Regions from separate parts of the Mus musculus genome. Here region 1 is linked to region 2. A link is a contact called in public Hi-C data. All regions are on one chromosome and are shown on one strand. The core of a region is the stretch at or near the end of the contact, and the rest is flanking DNA. Distances in the headings are between cores, read along the strand shown. Region 1 overlaps Asic2 (acid-sensing (proton-gated) ion channel 2). Region 2 overlaps Asic2 (acid-sensing (proton-gated) ion channel 2).

What was found. Hi-C and Micro-C count contacts between places; a contact is called where the count stands out from the background.
Region 1: a contact with region 2 is called in a Hi-C map of cerebral cortex, with 4 times the contacts expected there. The contact joins two enhancer-like sites. A contact is called at or near these places in 6 of 484 Hi-C or Micro-C datasets (cerebral cortex, frontal cortex, morula and 3 more).

The regions. Positions count from the first base shown.
Region 1 is chr11:81,006,364-81,013,028 of GRCm38.p6, forward strand. All of the region lies in intron 1 of Asic2 (acid-sensing (proton-gated) ion channel 2), which reads right to left. Among named protein-coding and RNA genes, the nearest start is that of Gm51909, 110 kb to the left of the region's middle. Within about 2 kb of position 3,203, at least 4 of the 459 cell types and tissues checked have an H3K27ac peak or open chromatin away from gene starts, as enhancers often do. A contact at or near this core is called in cerebral cortex, where this site is marked.
Region 2 is chr11:80,906,434-80,913,489 of GRCm38.p6, forward strand. The region is part of intron 3 of Asic2 (acid-sensing (proton-gated) ion channel 2); the gene reads right to left. Gm51909 (a long non-coding RNA gene) reads left to right here. Exons shown (of 3, transcript XR_003949743.1): 1 at 1-7,056. Among named protein-coding and RNA genes, the nearest start is that of Gm51909, 12 kb to the left of the region's middle. Within about 2 kb of position 1,513, at least 3 of the 459 cell types and tissues checked have an H3K27ac peak or open chromatin away from gene starts, as enhancers often do. A contact at or near this core is called in cerebral cortex, where this site is marked.

The DNA.
Region 1 (6,665 bases), core at 1,953-4,452, 100 kb after region 2:
ACAAGCTGGAACTGGGTCAAGGTCGTTTGCATTCTACATGGCTAAGAATTAACCATTTTGAACACTATTAATTTCATGATAAAAGGGAGTCACTATATGCTTTAAATATTCTTGAAATATACTTTTAAAACTGCAGTTTATTGAAGGCTTGTTCATGCCAAAATTGCAAGAATTAGTTTTCTTTACATATGTGTCACCTTATTCTCAATATAATTCAGTTAGAAATACTATGATTATCTCCATTTAGGGGAGCACAAAGAATGGCCAGAACTAATGAACAACTGGTCCAAGGTCACAGAGCCAGTGAAAAATTATCTGTAGACCACTGGTCACCACAGCATTTTATTAGTCTACATTGATATGCTCAATCTTTTAACAATTTCCTAGCAACCAACAAGATGTTCCCATAGCAACAGTAGTAAACTCAGTACTAATATTTGGATAATATTTTTTTAGAAAGCTCTTAAATTCAAAGTTAGTATTCCATACCTGGGAACATATATTAAAAGAACTTAGCCTAATTGTGGAGAAAATTTATGCACAAAGGGGTAGGCTGTGGCGCACCATTCAGTGAAGTACACACAGTAGGCCTGTAATGACATGGCCCCACAAGTTGCTCTCTCTTGCCAGAAACTGCTCCCATTTTCTAGGAACTGTCCTCACACAACTTGCCCTCTTGCTTCAGGTGACTGCCCCAGGGTGGACACCCGACTGGAACAAGTTTTCTTCATGGACCTTTTCCAGATGGATTTGGAAGAGCTTAGTACTTTTATGCCCACATCAGACACATTACTGTCTATCTTGCCCTTGTACAGTATGGGCAGAAGAGGGCTAGAATAAATGGAGAGAGGAAGAAGAGGAGGAGGGAGGAGGAAAGAAGATGAGGAGGAGAAGGAGGAGGAAGAATAGGAAGAGGATGAGGAGGAAGAGAAGGAAGAGAAGGAGGAAGAGAAGGAAGAGAAGGAGGAAGAGGAAGTTAAAAAACAGTGAAACCATGTCCAATGTCTTTCTTGCATCCCCATGACACACTTCAACTCTTCAGAGAGCTCAACAGCTCTTGGACCTTGAGAGCCCCTCACATTCTTTTTACTAACTTTTTCCCCCTTGCCCAGGCCAGCTGCAATTTGTTTTCTGTTAAGAACAAAAGTTTTAATTTAAGGTGTGGATTACAGAAAGAAATTGTGGGGACACATCCCTGAACAATGTGTGGATCTCAGGCAACCAGTGGACCACAAAAAAGCTGCCTGAAGTAGGGTGGGACTTGACCACAGAGGAGGTATGAAGCTGACTCAGACTCGTGGAAGCTAGTGAGCTGAGCCATTCACACTGATGTGTGCGCATCGGTGTAGGGACTAAGTGGCAACTCAAGGATGTGGATGTGGGCTCCAATCCTCTTGTAAAATTCACCCCTGAAAATACTGCAGCAGAGCCAACCAAACACAGAAGACCCTCCATGATTGCTTCTTCTCTGTTGTTAACCAGGACAACTACAAGGGAGATGTGAATTCCACCTTTTACAGCTAGTAAGCGTGAGTTCATGGGGCTACAGTTTCACTGTTCATGGTTCTGAGACAGTGGGTGGGGTGCTTTCTGAACTCCAGGGCATAGGTGTTTTCTCATCCCTTTTCATGTATAAATCAAGAAGCTCACAGGGGTTGGCGATGGGAAGAGAGAATAATTAATGGTGTCTTGTGAGACATAAAAGAGAAATGGATTCATTCTATGTACACAGACTACCTTCTTATGGGCTATCCGGGCTTTCCACTTACATGCACTGCCTCAGCTCCAAGTCCACCTTTCCAGTTTCTCTCCCAAGAACTTCGCAAGCCACATTGTGAAGCTATGTCTTGCAGGAGACTGGAATGTTGGGCTGGCCTTGAAGGATACTGGAAAAAGGACCATCATCCACCATTTTTTGTAGCTCCAGTCTGCATTCCTAGCCTCTTTAGCTCTTTTGTTCCCTCCAGCGCTACAGCAGAACCAGTTACCCTCTACCTCTCCTCCTCTGGGTCCCTGTCTGTATTCTGAGCAACCACCTTCCTGCCTGTATCATCTTCTCAGCGCCTTCCCTGCAGCATCTCATGACCCCACACTGACTACGCCACTTTTCTCTTCTTCCTCATCCCTAGAAAGCAGTAGTTACTAATCCCTGGGACCAATCTCTGCCAACTGCTTCTTCAGCCAGCTAGCACAGATGTAGTACACTTCTTGGATTTAGTGATCTCTACTTACATCCCTCCAATCTCAATTTCTCCATTTATAAAAATGGAGGCTAATCCTTAACTCATGACACCGTTGGGAGGAGTTGATGGCATGGCAGTTGAATGACAGGCCCAGAGCAGTGGCTCTTACATGCTGGCCATTCCCTTCCCACAAGTATTGAAATCTAGATGGCCCCTGACTTTGCAATGGTGATAAGCAGCTAGGGAGAGATGCACTTCAAATCCTGAGTTCTCACTTTTTTCTAGGCTAATAGTATACAATGCAGCGCTATCTGATGAAGCTGGTGGTGGCAGCCAAGTCTGAGGTCTCGCTCGTGTATGACCATGAAGGTTAACAACATGCTACAGTTACCTGTATTGCCTGTGTTCAATGCATTGAATGAACTATCCAGTGCTTTACTGTAGTGTAGGCTTTGTGCTAGGTGATTTGAGAAATTGCAGGCTATTGGAAGTGTTCTGCTTATCATTAATGTAGGCTGTGTTAAGTTTGCATGTCCAGTAGGTTAGATATGTTAAACACATCAAGCTTCTGCAATTCACACACCAATAGGAGATTTTGTCCTTGGGTTCCTTTTTAAAATTGATGATGATGATGGTGGTGGTGGTGATGATGATGTCTTCTTCTATTACCCTCTACTTTATCTTTGAGACAGGGTTTCTCACTGAAGCCAGCACTTACAGATTGGCAAGCCTGCTTAGCTACTGAGCTCCGGGGACCCACTTGTCTGTGCCCCCATCACACTAAGGTTACATTTTTTTTTACGTTGGTGCTGGGTATTGAACTCAGATCCTCCTGTTTGTGTTGTGGGCCGTTGACTGAGCCATTTCAACAATCTTCTCTCTTGATTTTCTGTTGAAAGAATTGATTTCCAGGGATCGGGCCCCAGTAAGGTTGAAGCCATGTCCCACAGAGCCCTTTGCCCAACTGCCACTGCCAGCTCAGAGGCAGAGCTGGTAGACACCCACAGCAAGCGGAGGCGGAAGCTTTCAAAACGAACCGCACTGTTGAAGCAAAGCGTCCTCTCAGCATTCTCGGTCTCAGTCACTTGAGCAGATTCTAATTTAGTCTCAAAAACATTCTTCAATAGCCGCGGGCAAGTGCTGCATTTCACGACAGAAATGGGTACAGGGAGCTCAACTTCAGCCCTCCACCTCGGGGCCAGTGACAAATCCCTGGAAATTACTTGGGGGAGGAAAGAGGGAGATGTACCATCTGCAGGGCTAGAATGAATGAATGAATGAATGAATGAATGAATGAATGAGTAAGAAAATCTTTGGCTAAATTCTGGGTTTGGTACTTTGAAAGCATAACCTTTACCTAATACCTTTCATTCATTTGCACACCCATGTCATGATCTCCTGTACCGTGACTTCTGATTCAACTCCAAAGAGTTGAATCAGAAGGTCTACACAGGAAGGAGGGAAGGAGGAAGCATCTAGAAGGACTTAGACTCCTCCATGAGAAACAGAACTGAAGCTGCCTTCTTGGGAGCTTTTATGAGTTCAGTCCCTGTTGACAGAGGGGGACCATCTCCCATGAACTCAACCTGGGGCAGCCTCCCAGGCTGATGTCAACTGAGGCCACAACCCAACCGGGCCACTCTGCTTTCGGTTGCATCTGCTTTGTTTTGCTTCTTGACACCTTTGGAAGAACTGCTTTCCCCATTCTGAAAACGCACTTGATTGTTTCGGTTCTACATTTGAAACAAGGATGGATAATATCTCAATCTAGGAGAGGCTACGTTAACCAGAACCCATTGAAGGGAAGCAGTGGGTGGGAGGAAGGTTTCTTTGATTGTTGCAGAAAAATTGAGAAAACTCAAATGCTTTAGAATATATAGAAAAAAAAGTCAATTATGAGAAAGAGAGAGATACAGAGAGAGAGAGAGAGAGAGAAAGAGAGAGAGAGAGAGAGAGAGAGAGAGAGAGAGAGAGAGAGAGAGAGATTAAAAGCAAGAGGAGAGGGAAGCAAGCAGAAGCAACATTGGAGGTGGTTTAGTAACTGCACATTTCAATTTACTGAAGACAGAAACACATCTCACTGTTCTCATGCAAGTTCATCCTTGCTTAAAGTCTGGAAAGGCAGGAGGACGAGTGTTTGTGTCACGTAGTGGCAGCTACAAGTTCACTAACACGCACACATACACCTACTTGGGTCAGAGCTTCAAGCATCTTCAGGCAACTTTCTCTGCAAGTTTCAACTCCCTGTCAGTTTTTCCCAGTTAATGAGACACAGCAGGTTTGTCCCAGGGAAACAGCCGCGGTAGCAGCACAGAGGAGGCAAGGCAATCTTTCCTGATGTTTCTACCGTAGGTTTTAATTGAGGGAGGATCTGCTAATGATTTTTCTAATGAGCAAAAATGACCTCACACTACTGTGAAATTTGGGGCCAGTGCCAACTTAGCTGGCAGGCAGAGGAAGGAAGGGGGCTAAGATTTATTGAGCACAGTGCGCATATTCGTCATGGCTCCTGCATGTTTATTTGAGACTGGGTTTCCAGCATCCCAGGCTGGTGTCAAACTCGCTCTAAGCCAGGATGACCTTCAGCTTCTGATTCTCTTGCTTCTGTCTTCCGAATGCTAAGATGATGGGTGTGTGGGTGCCCGGGATGAACCTAAAGCTTTGTGCATCAGAACAAGCACCCTACTACCTGAGCCGAACCCCCAACTTCTCACCACCCCTCTTAAGTGCTCACGTTTGTGAGCCCCTGGACCTGAATCCAGCTCAGACTTGCGGGTTTCCCTCTCCAGGTTGCAGCAGCCCCGTTGGGTACTGACTTTCTCATAGACTGCAAGGCGTGTGGTGTCTGCTTAGAATCCCAGGGAGCCCATTCAGGGGCAACTTTGGAAGTCAAGAAGCTATGATGCCTACTGAACAGAGAGGAAGAAAAGCCTGGAGAGGGACCGATGGGAGTAGAACAAGGCTTTTTCCACTTAGGACCAGAAAGGCAAGAAGAGCTGATCTGTGAAGCAGTGCGCGCACAGTTAACAAGGCACCTTACATTTGCTGTATCATTTCCTAGGCCCTCATGCTTTCAGGGAATTGATTAGACATTAAGTTTATGTTCATCATAGTGTTCAAAGAACCACAGACACACGTCATACACTCCCCATATTAGCCAGGGCAGTGATTATTAAACCCATTTCATAGACAGTTGAGGCTCAGTGAGGAGAAAGCAAGTGCTCAAAGTCACACAGGAAGCAGCAAAATTAGGGCTCAAGTCAAGGTCATTTGGCTTTTGTAGACTTTGTTTGGTCTGTGCCATGCACCCCATAATATTGGAGTGGACTGTATGCATGGTGATTAAGGTCCTAGGGTCAGAGGTTCATCTGCACGGGCTCAAACTCCAGTCCCACCCCGACATTCTATGCCTCTTACCAACGCTCTCCATGGTTCACGTTTCTCACTTATATACTGCATGACCCACCGGTACCTCCTTTATTGCTTTATTGTGGGGATTAAATGGCTAAGCTTAAAAGCATTCAGATGAATGTCCCTCTCAGCTCTCAGGCAATATTAGCTAACAGCATTTTATTATAAAAATAATAATAAGTAATAAAATAAAAAGTTGAAAGCGTTTCCCTGACATCTCAGTTTTAGATTGCTATTTTGTTTTGCAGAGAAACAGAAAAATACAGAAACAACAGGAGAAAATAAAAGCTCGCTATATTCCCAGCACAGAGCAATAATCGGAATGCTTTAGTACTTCTCTAACTATATATATATTTTTTTCCGAGCATATACAGAACCACACGGAGCCAGCCCCCCACATCTGTGGGTTCCATATCCACGAATTTAACCAACTGCAGATCAAAAAATATTAGAAAACAATTTCACCTGTACTGAACACATGCAGTTTTTTATTGTTGTTGTTCCTTAAACAGTATAGCAGAACACCTATTTACATAACATGTACATTCATGAGGGTGTTACAGAGACTCTAGAGACTATTTAAAACATATGGGAGAAGATGCTTGGATTCTCTGCAAATATGTTATCATTTCAGAATTCTATGCAAGGCTCTTGAGCCCCTGCAGGCGTTGATATCTTCAGAAGGGGTGGGAGGGATGGGGGTGTCTCAGAGCCCACCCCTTGTGGATCTCAAGGAGGACTGGTCTTTGACAAGCTACTATCCTACCTTTTCCAATTAGCATCAGAATGTGACCATTTCCCTATGCCATTATTCAGTTGCTAAAAAAACACAACCTTCACCCAGCTGTTACAAACTACTCCGTTCTGGAGGTAAGCCATAATTGAGGTGGTGGCGGCTTGCAGTCGTCCTTGAATGTGGACGAGTTATATGTGCACTGACGTCACCCTGCTGTGCCACCTATACAGTAGGTGCTTAGTATATATTAGCTATGAGGAGCAGGAACTTCCATATATCCATTGTATCGGTGTCTTTCTCCCCCAGCTCAGCAAAAACAAAACAAAAAAGCCCTT
Region 2 (7,056 bases), core at 263-2,762:
GCTTAAATTTGTGAGCAAATCAAAGGAAGGTCTGTATTCTCTTTCCCTCGCCCTACACTGCTTGAGGGTCTTTCCACAGGCTTTTCATTTTATATAACGAAGTTTATATAAAGGAAATGACTGCCCCCTCCTCTGTCTGGTGTCATCCCTGTGTACTTCAACCTCTAAAGGGTTCAGACAGTCCCAGACCTAAGGTCTGAGACTTACCAGCAGGTGGCACTACAGCCCGATGTGCTCTTTTGGAGTTCCAGCTGTCCTTAGTGGCTCAAGCTTGTATCTTAGGCCCTGGTCCATCTTTCGGGACCTATCCCTGTTGTATCTGCAGCCCACTGTCTGAGGCTCCAAGTTAGAAGGAGATATTGAGAGGATGCTGGAAGAACTTTGGGCTTGGGAGGAGAGGAAAGGAGAGTGAGACAGGGAGGCCTACCTGGCATACCTGATGGCTACCCAACACCTACCCAACCCTTCTATCAACTTTTTAACTTTCTGCTTCAGGGAGTGGACATGTTGCTCTCTTGAATGGTATCCCTCTAGGTCCTGGAAAACACATCCAGAGTCCATGGCAAGGCTAAGCCCTTAGTCTTGTTCTAGCCTGGCTTCTGATCTCTTCCCCTCATGTTGTGGAGTCCTGGCCTTGTTACGAGGTATACTCTGTGGTTCAGACTAAGCAGGAGTTGACTCAGGCACTGTTGAACTACTGAGTTGGGGGAACTTGAACATGCGACTTGGCCTTTCTGATGTGTCATGCAAGCATGAGCTCCGATCTTGAACCCCTCAGAGTAATGCCGAAAGATTAACCTTGATAAGGGCATATCTGTGTAACCCAGTTGTGACCCTCAGATGATATCTCTCCAGTCCGCTTGACATCACAACGGTATTCTTTGCTGTGAGCAAAGAATTGGGTAGAAAGAATACAAGGGAGGAAGGGTTATGTTAGCTCACACTTTCAGAGGCTGACAGCCTATGACGACAGGGAAGACCTGGTAGAGTGGCTTGGTTCATAGAGGCAGGAGCTAGAGGAAGCTGCTTATTATTGCACGATGCTAAGCAGGAGGCAGGAATCAAGCCAGAAGAAGGGCCAAGCTATACCTCAAGCTACACTCCCCAGTGGCCTCTGTCCAGCAGCAAGGTCTCAGAGGGTCCATAATTTCCCTAAACAGCACCGCCATTTGGAGACCAAGCTTTAACACACATGAGCCTATGGGGACAGTTCCCACTCAAACCATAATAAAGAACTTGTATAAAATGCAGCTGGTGGTTAAATTCTGCAGAAAGCCCACTGGCACAAGATCATGGGACCCAGGGAAGATGTGCGGGTGAGCTGGGACAGGCTCTCTTGTCTCTTCACCTCACCTCATCTTGTCCCGTCTCCTCTCCTTTTCTGCTGCCTCCTTGATCGCAGCTCAGGTGCCTTCCGACTTTCTCCAGAAGCAGCATCAGGATATTCCTAGGCACCGCCATCCTCCTCTAAAGTCCTGGCCTGCGGCCACATCCTCTCTCACAGAGTCTCACCTCACCACGGTGTTTTCCTAGGGGAAAGGCAGCTCTCTCCTGAAGAGGAGTTCTCAAGGCAGGATGTTAAGGTTTTTCTGCCTGGTTGCATAACAAGATGGAACATCCCCAAGAGTGCCTGATGCATAATGGATGTTGAAGAAGTCAAAATCATAGTCTCCATGGGTGTCCTTATCACCATCCTGTGTCCCTGACTCAGGGGAGGCCTCATGGGACACAGGCAGTGGAACTGACAGGCCACCTGGCTTTGCTCTGCTATCAGCGACTCAGAAATGCAATCTGAGGCTTGCTTTGCACGTATGAAGATGCCGGTTTGATCCCTAGGATTCATGTCTTAAAAAAACCAACCAAACGAAAAAACTCAACTGAGTGTGTTCTCATGTGATTGTGGAGATGGACAGACAGGCGCATTTGAGTGTATAACTGCACACATATGAGCATACACAGATACACAAACACATATTGGTAAACTGTAAACTGTAGCACACCCTTATTTTGTTTGGCTTCTGGGGTCTTCTATCTGCAGCCCTATCTGCTTGGTTTTGGACCACGTTGCCAAGACTGTATCAGCAATGAGATGCACTGGCTGAGATTGAGAGGAGAGAGTTGCTGAGCCAACATGGCAGTCCCTCAGAGCCTTACTTATAAAATCCAGCTTCTTCAAAGCCGTCTGTAAATCAGGGTGCAGGGCCAGCCAGGGCCCAGGGTACTGAGTGGGCGGGTTGCTCTCAGTCTACTTGCCTGCTTTAATATTTGGCTTAGAGTGGGTTTTCTTCCTTCTTTCTGTCTGGAGAACTAGATCAGGACAAGACCAGCGTGACCCTGGCTCAGAGCCAGCAGCAAGCCTTCATACCCCAGGGGGAAAAATTGCCTTAGGTGCCAAAGGGGAAATTCCCTCTCTGTCATGTCTCTTAGAGAATGCAGTCAAAGGGGTGCTCAGCTCCTCAGCAAAGCTCCCACCAAGGAGGAGTTGCTCAGTCAAGGTGACATGGCCTCTTCAAGGATGCAGGAGGTGGGGGTTAGGGTGTAGTCCAGGCAGTTTCTCATCAGGAGCCTCAGGCCAGTGGTTCATCTTGACTGGACAAGTGCGTCGTCCACCCCCAAAATATTTCAGGTCCCAGAGCCTACAGAGATGAATGAAGTGGGGTGCTCACACTCAAGAGGCTTCCGTACCCCTGAAGTCCTATTATTATTACCTTGAGGCACGTGCCATTTCTCTTTCCCATTCTCTAGACAGCAAAGCTGAGGGTTAGCAGGGAGGATACAGTGCTCTGGTCTCCATGGGTCTGTACTGTGGCAGGCTTAGGACTGGACCACATTTGGGTCTTTGACTAGTCTATAGTTAGGTTTCCTCGTGTGACCTTGAATGTGGCATTCAAACTCTGTCCTATCACTAAGGGGTCTTGTGCATTGAGGAGACCCAGGTTCTAGAACCTGAGCTTCTCCTGCTTTTAGCCATGCCTTGTGAATCCTTCCCCTACTTTCTAAAACATGTGCACACTTCCATCTTGCCCACCCAGGAGGAGGAGAAATCAGAGCCTGCTTTTTGAGCTGTAATTTTGAGTTTGATGTTTTTATTGCATCCTGCCGAGTGATTTAAGTGTGTTCGCAAATGATTATACTGTGCTCCTTTTTAAACAATTCTAAAATCAAATAAAACACTAGAATCAAGTCCACCAATCAGCTGGTAACACAGGCATCTGAGGGGTCTCAGGGGACACATGTCCTTTCAGGCAGCCAGAAGGGAGGAGGCACAGTCTTAACGCCTCTGCCCTGTTGCACTGAAAGTTCATCCCACAAGGTCAGAGCATGGAGGATGGGCTCAGGACCAAGCTATAGTTGCTGTTAAGAGATGGGGCAATAGAATCTCTCAGTTGGTCTGTACCTATTATATGCCTGGTTTTGAGGTCATCGCTTTAAAACCTCTCAACGATTTGGTGTGAAGTTCTACTGCCCAAATGTCCACCTGTCGGCTAACGGGCATTGGAAGTATAGCTGGCATTTGAGTTCTTGCTCAGGCCAGGTACAGTTCAAAGCATTTTTATGGTGTAGACTTACTGAATCCCCATACTTGCCATATGGGTTGATGCTTTAGTGATCTCTGTTGAATCTGTCTAGATTGGTCCACAGAGGGGAAGCAACTCTGTTCGCATGGCTAGCGGGTGGCAGAGAAGGGATTAAAACCCAGATGTCTGTCCTTCTCAAAGGCTACCTTCCAAGGACTGTGTATTCTAATATACCACACAGGGTGGGGTCCACACGGAACCGAGGTCATTACCATGTGGATAGATGTAGGCTGATGCAAAAGTTTAAAGGATGGCAACAGAGGCTCTTCAGACCACCTCCTTCCCAATATGGAAAATATTGAATGGTTTACTTTTATAACAATCCTGCCAGCAAATGTCTGTTTTCCCCACTTCACAAAGGAGCAAGCTTCAGTATTAGTTTATCTAATACCAAACTGCTGAGATGTAGCAGGGGTGGGATTTGAACTAGGGTCTACCTGACTGCAGTGTCAGGACCCATCTAAATCCAGGCTCTGCTGCTGACCCACTGTTCTCGCTAGAGGCTTCACCTGAAGCACATGGGCTCAGCCAAGACAACCTTAAGGTGCAGTGTAGAGCAGATGATGCCCTAGAAGGCACACCACGTGACTGTGCCCTTTCCCTTCATCCTGGGTGTATGACAGGCTTTACCAGTCAATCAAAGATGCCCCGCCCCCCAAGACTTGTCTAACTACCGCCACTTAACTGAAATTGGAATTGAGAGGAAGCATTCCACGCTGAGAGGCTTCAAATGCAAACCACACATGGCTAAATATTCTCAGGGAATGGGCAAAGCTTATTATGCACTATAGAAACACAGAGTGAGCTCCCCTTCCCTGTAAGAGCAGTGGCTGGATTTGCTCTCTTAAGCAAGAGTATACCCAATTAGTGTTTGGACCAATGGGACCACAAGGGGATTTCACTCAGAAGTCAGCCACTCCCTGCCCGCGTTTTGAAGTTGCCAGTGCTGTTTGCTGTGCCTGCTGCCAGGGACTCAGAAGCAGCAGTGGCTGATGTAGCACTTTACCAGGCAGCAAAGATCAATTTCAAAAGTGAGTTATCCGTGATTTGTGACAAATAATAAAAACCATAAGTTCGTATCCATTGCAAACCGCCTGTGAGTGGAAGAGGATGTGACAAGAACAGAAAATGTAAATTGGCTCTGCAGAAGAAGAATGTTGCTGTGTTTTTGAAAGATGGCAATGCATCTTGCTCAAATGTAACTTTTCACTTCGGGGCGCGCTAGCTCTACTCGGTGGCAAATGAGAATGTTTGTAGATATGATGTCATGGCTACAGAAACAGCTCTGCAGTTTTATTTTCATCTATCTATCTGTCCAACCATCTACCATCTGCCCACCTGTTAATCTCTTTAGTATCTATCCATCCATCCATCCATCCATCCACCCACCCACGCATCAATTCTTCCAATATCATCCATCCATTTATCTACCCTCCAATATGCATCTATCCATCTATCAAGTTCATTCATCCACCTAAGCAACCATCCATCCATTCATTTATAATCCATCCATCCCTTTATAATCTATCCATTCAACCAACCATCTATCCATCTATAATCCATCCATCTATCCATCCATCCATCCATCCATCCATCCATCCATCATCCATCCATCCATCCATTCATCCATCATCCATCCATCACATCTTCCATGTGTCCAGGAAACAGTACCCAGTGTTTCAGGAACACTGCTGGGAACTGACAAGTTGAGGATGAATAGCATGGTTCCTATGCCTGTGGGATAAGAATCTAGAAAGAGTAGACATGACCTAACAAGCCAGGTACTGTAGAGGAACAATAAAATACAGGGGTGCAGGGCCTCAGAGAGGGCATGATCAGACCAACTCAGGAGGAAGGCACAGGAGAGACTTCATGAGGAACTGAGTCTTGAATGCAGGAAGATCAGGCATGGGGAGGGTGTTTTAATGAGAAGAAACAGCATGGGAAAACAGTGTCTTTTTAAAAAGTACAGCATATAAAGAGGCCTTGCCTCAAGCAGGCTCCTCAGGTCATGCACTGAAACTGGCATTTGAGTGGCAGGCTGTGGCCAGTGCTTGGTGTCTAGGGAACAGGCCTGACATAGTGCTAGCTGAGTGCCTGAAGATTCTCCTGCAGGACACACACATCCTAGTAGGTATGGCCCTGCAGAGTCCACCCCTCGGTACTCTTCCAGTTAGCTTCCCAGTGTTCCGGCTTTCCTGGCAGATGTGTCTTCTGAGTGTCTGTGATGAAGGTGTGGTGTTCTAATGGCCTCTGGGTAACAGCTGTGGGTAATCCCAGCCGTCTTCAGCAGTTTTCTTGGTGTGTGATTTGCTGGTTGGAATGAGAGGGAGCGAAGTAGAGATGAAGGTGGCGTGGTGAAAAACTAACTGGAGCAATGATCTTGGCACAAGTCATGCTGGCCTGGCTTGGCCACCTACTCGCAAGCTCACTGTGTGGGGTTAGCACTTCACCTCTCAGAGCTCAGCCAGGTTTTAGGCCCTCTGTTCTGGTGCCAGGTCCTTGCTTTAAGTGGGGCTTTTGTCCTTCCCAGTTCAGGACCCAGGTGGCCCCACACCTGATCAGCGTTGGTGATATAGTTTTCGGAGTCCTTCTCTCTGACTCCCACTCCCTTTCTGTAAGCTCCGTAAGTGGTGACTTGGGTTCCAAATTGTTCTTAGAAAATTCCTGGGTCCATCTTTCATCTCCCAACATCATGAAATGAACAAACCAGAAGGGGTCAGTGGGAGCATCCTTTGTATGTGAACCTGGACCTCTCAGCGGCTGCTGCTGCCAGGATCCAGCCACACAAGGAGTAGACTACATAGCACAACAGCAACCTCTTATTCCACTCATGTGGCCTGAGGCATGAATGGCGCCTCCAGGGAGTACACTGGGGCGATCCTGAGCAGTCTGCTTCCTACCACTGCATTCCCATCTGGCTTCACAAGCTCCTTGGCTAGCCATCCATCTCCAACTCCCATCTTCCCACTCTTTCCCCTTAAAATACATTACATTTACATGGCACTGGGGACATTCTTGTAGGCGTGGGGGAGGAGGCGCTGGGGGTGGGGTCAGAGTGTTGATGGGGCTTAGATCCATTTCCATTCACAGTCTATTTTTTTTTTGAATGGGAATCTTTCTAATATTGTTTTCCCTTTTAAGAATAAAAGTAACCTAGGTTTTTGCTTACCTCAGACTAATAATCCTTCTGTCCCAGTCTTCTAAGTGTTTTTACTGCTGAGATTACAGGCATGTGCCACCGTACAACATTTAAAGTTAGAGTTGGATCCAGGTTGGTATATATCCCCAGTGTGTTTGCTCACTGGAAGCACAGCTCTGTGCAGTTGGGACAGGGTTGGCTTCAGTTCTATGTGCTCTTTGGAAATGAGAGAAGATGAAAGCAGAAGCCTGAGCCCAGGCATAGGTACCAACCTGGTGGTCTGAGTCCCTGAATGTTCACCTCCCTTGGGACATACTGCAGTGACAGGGGTTCCTG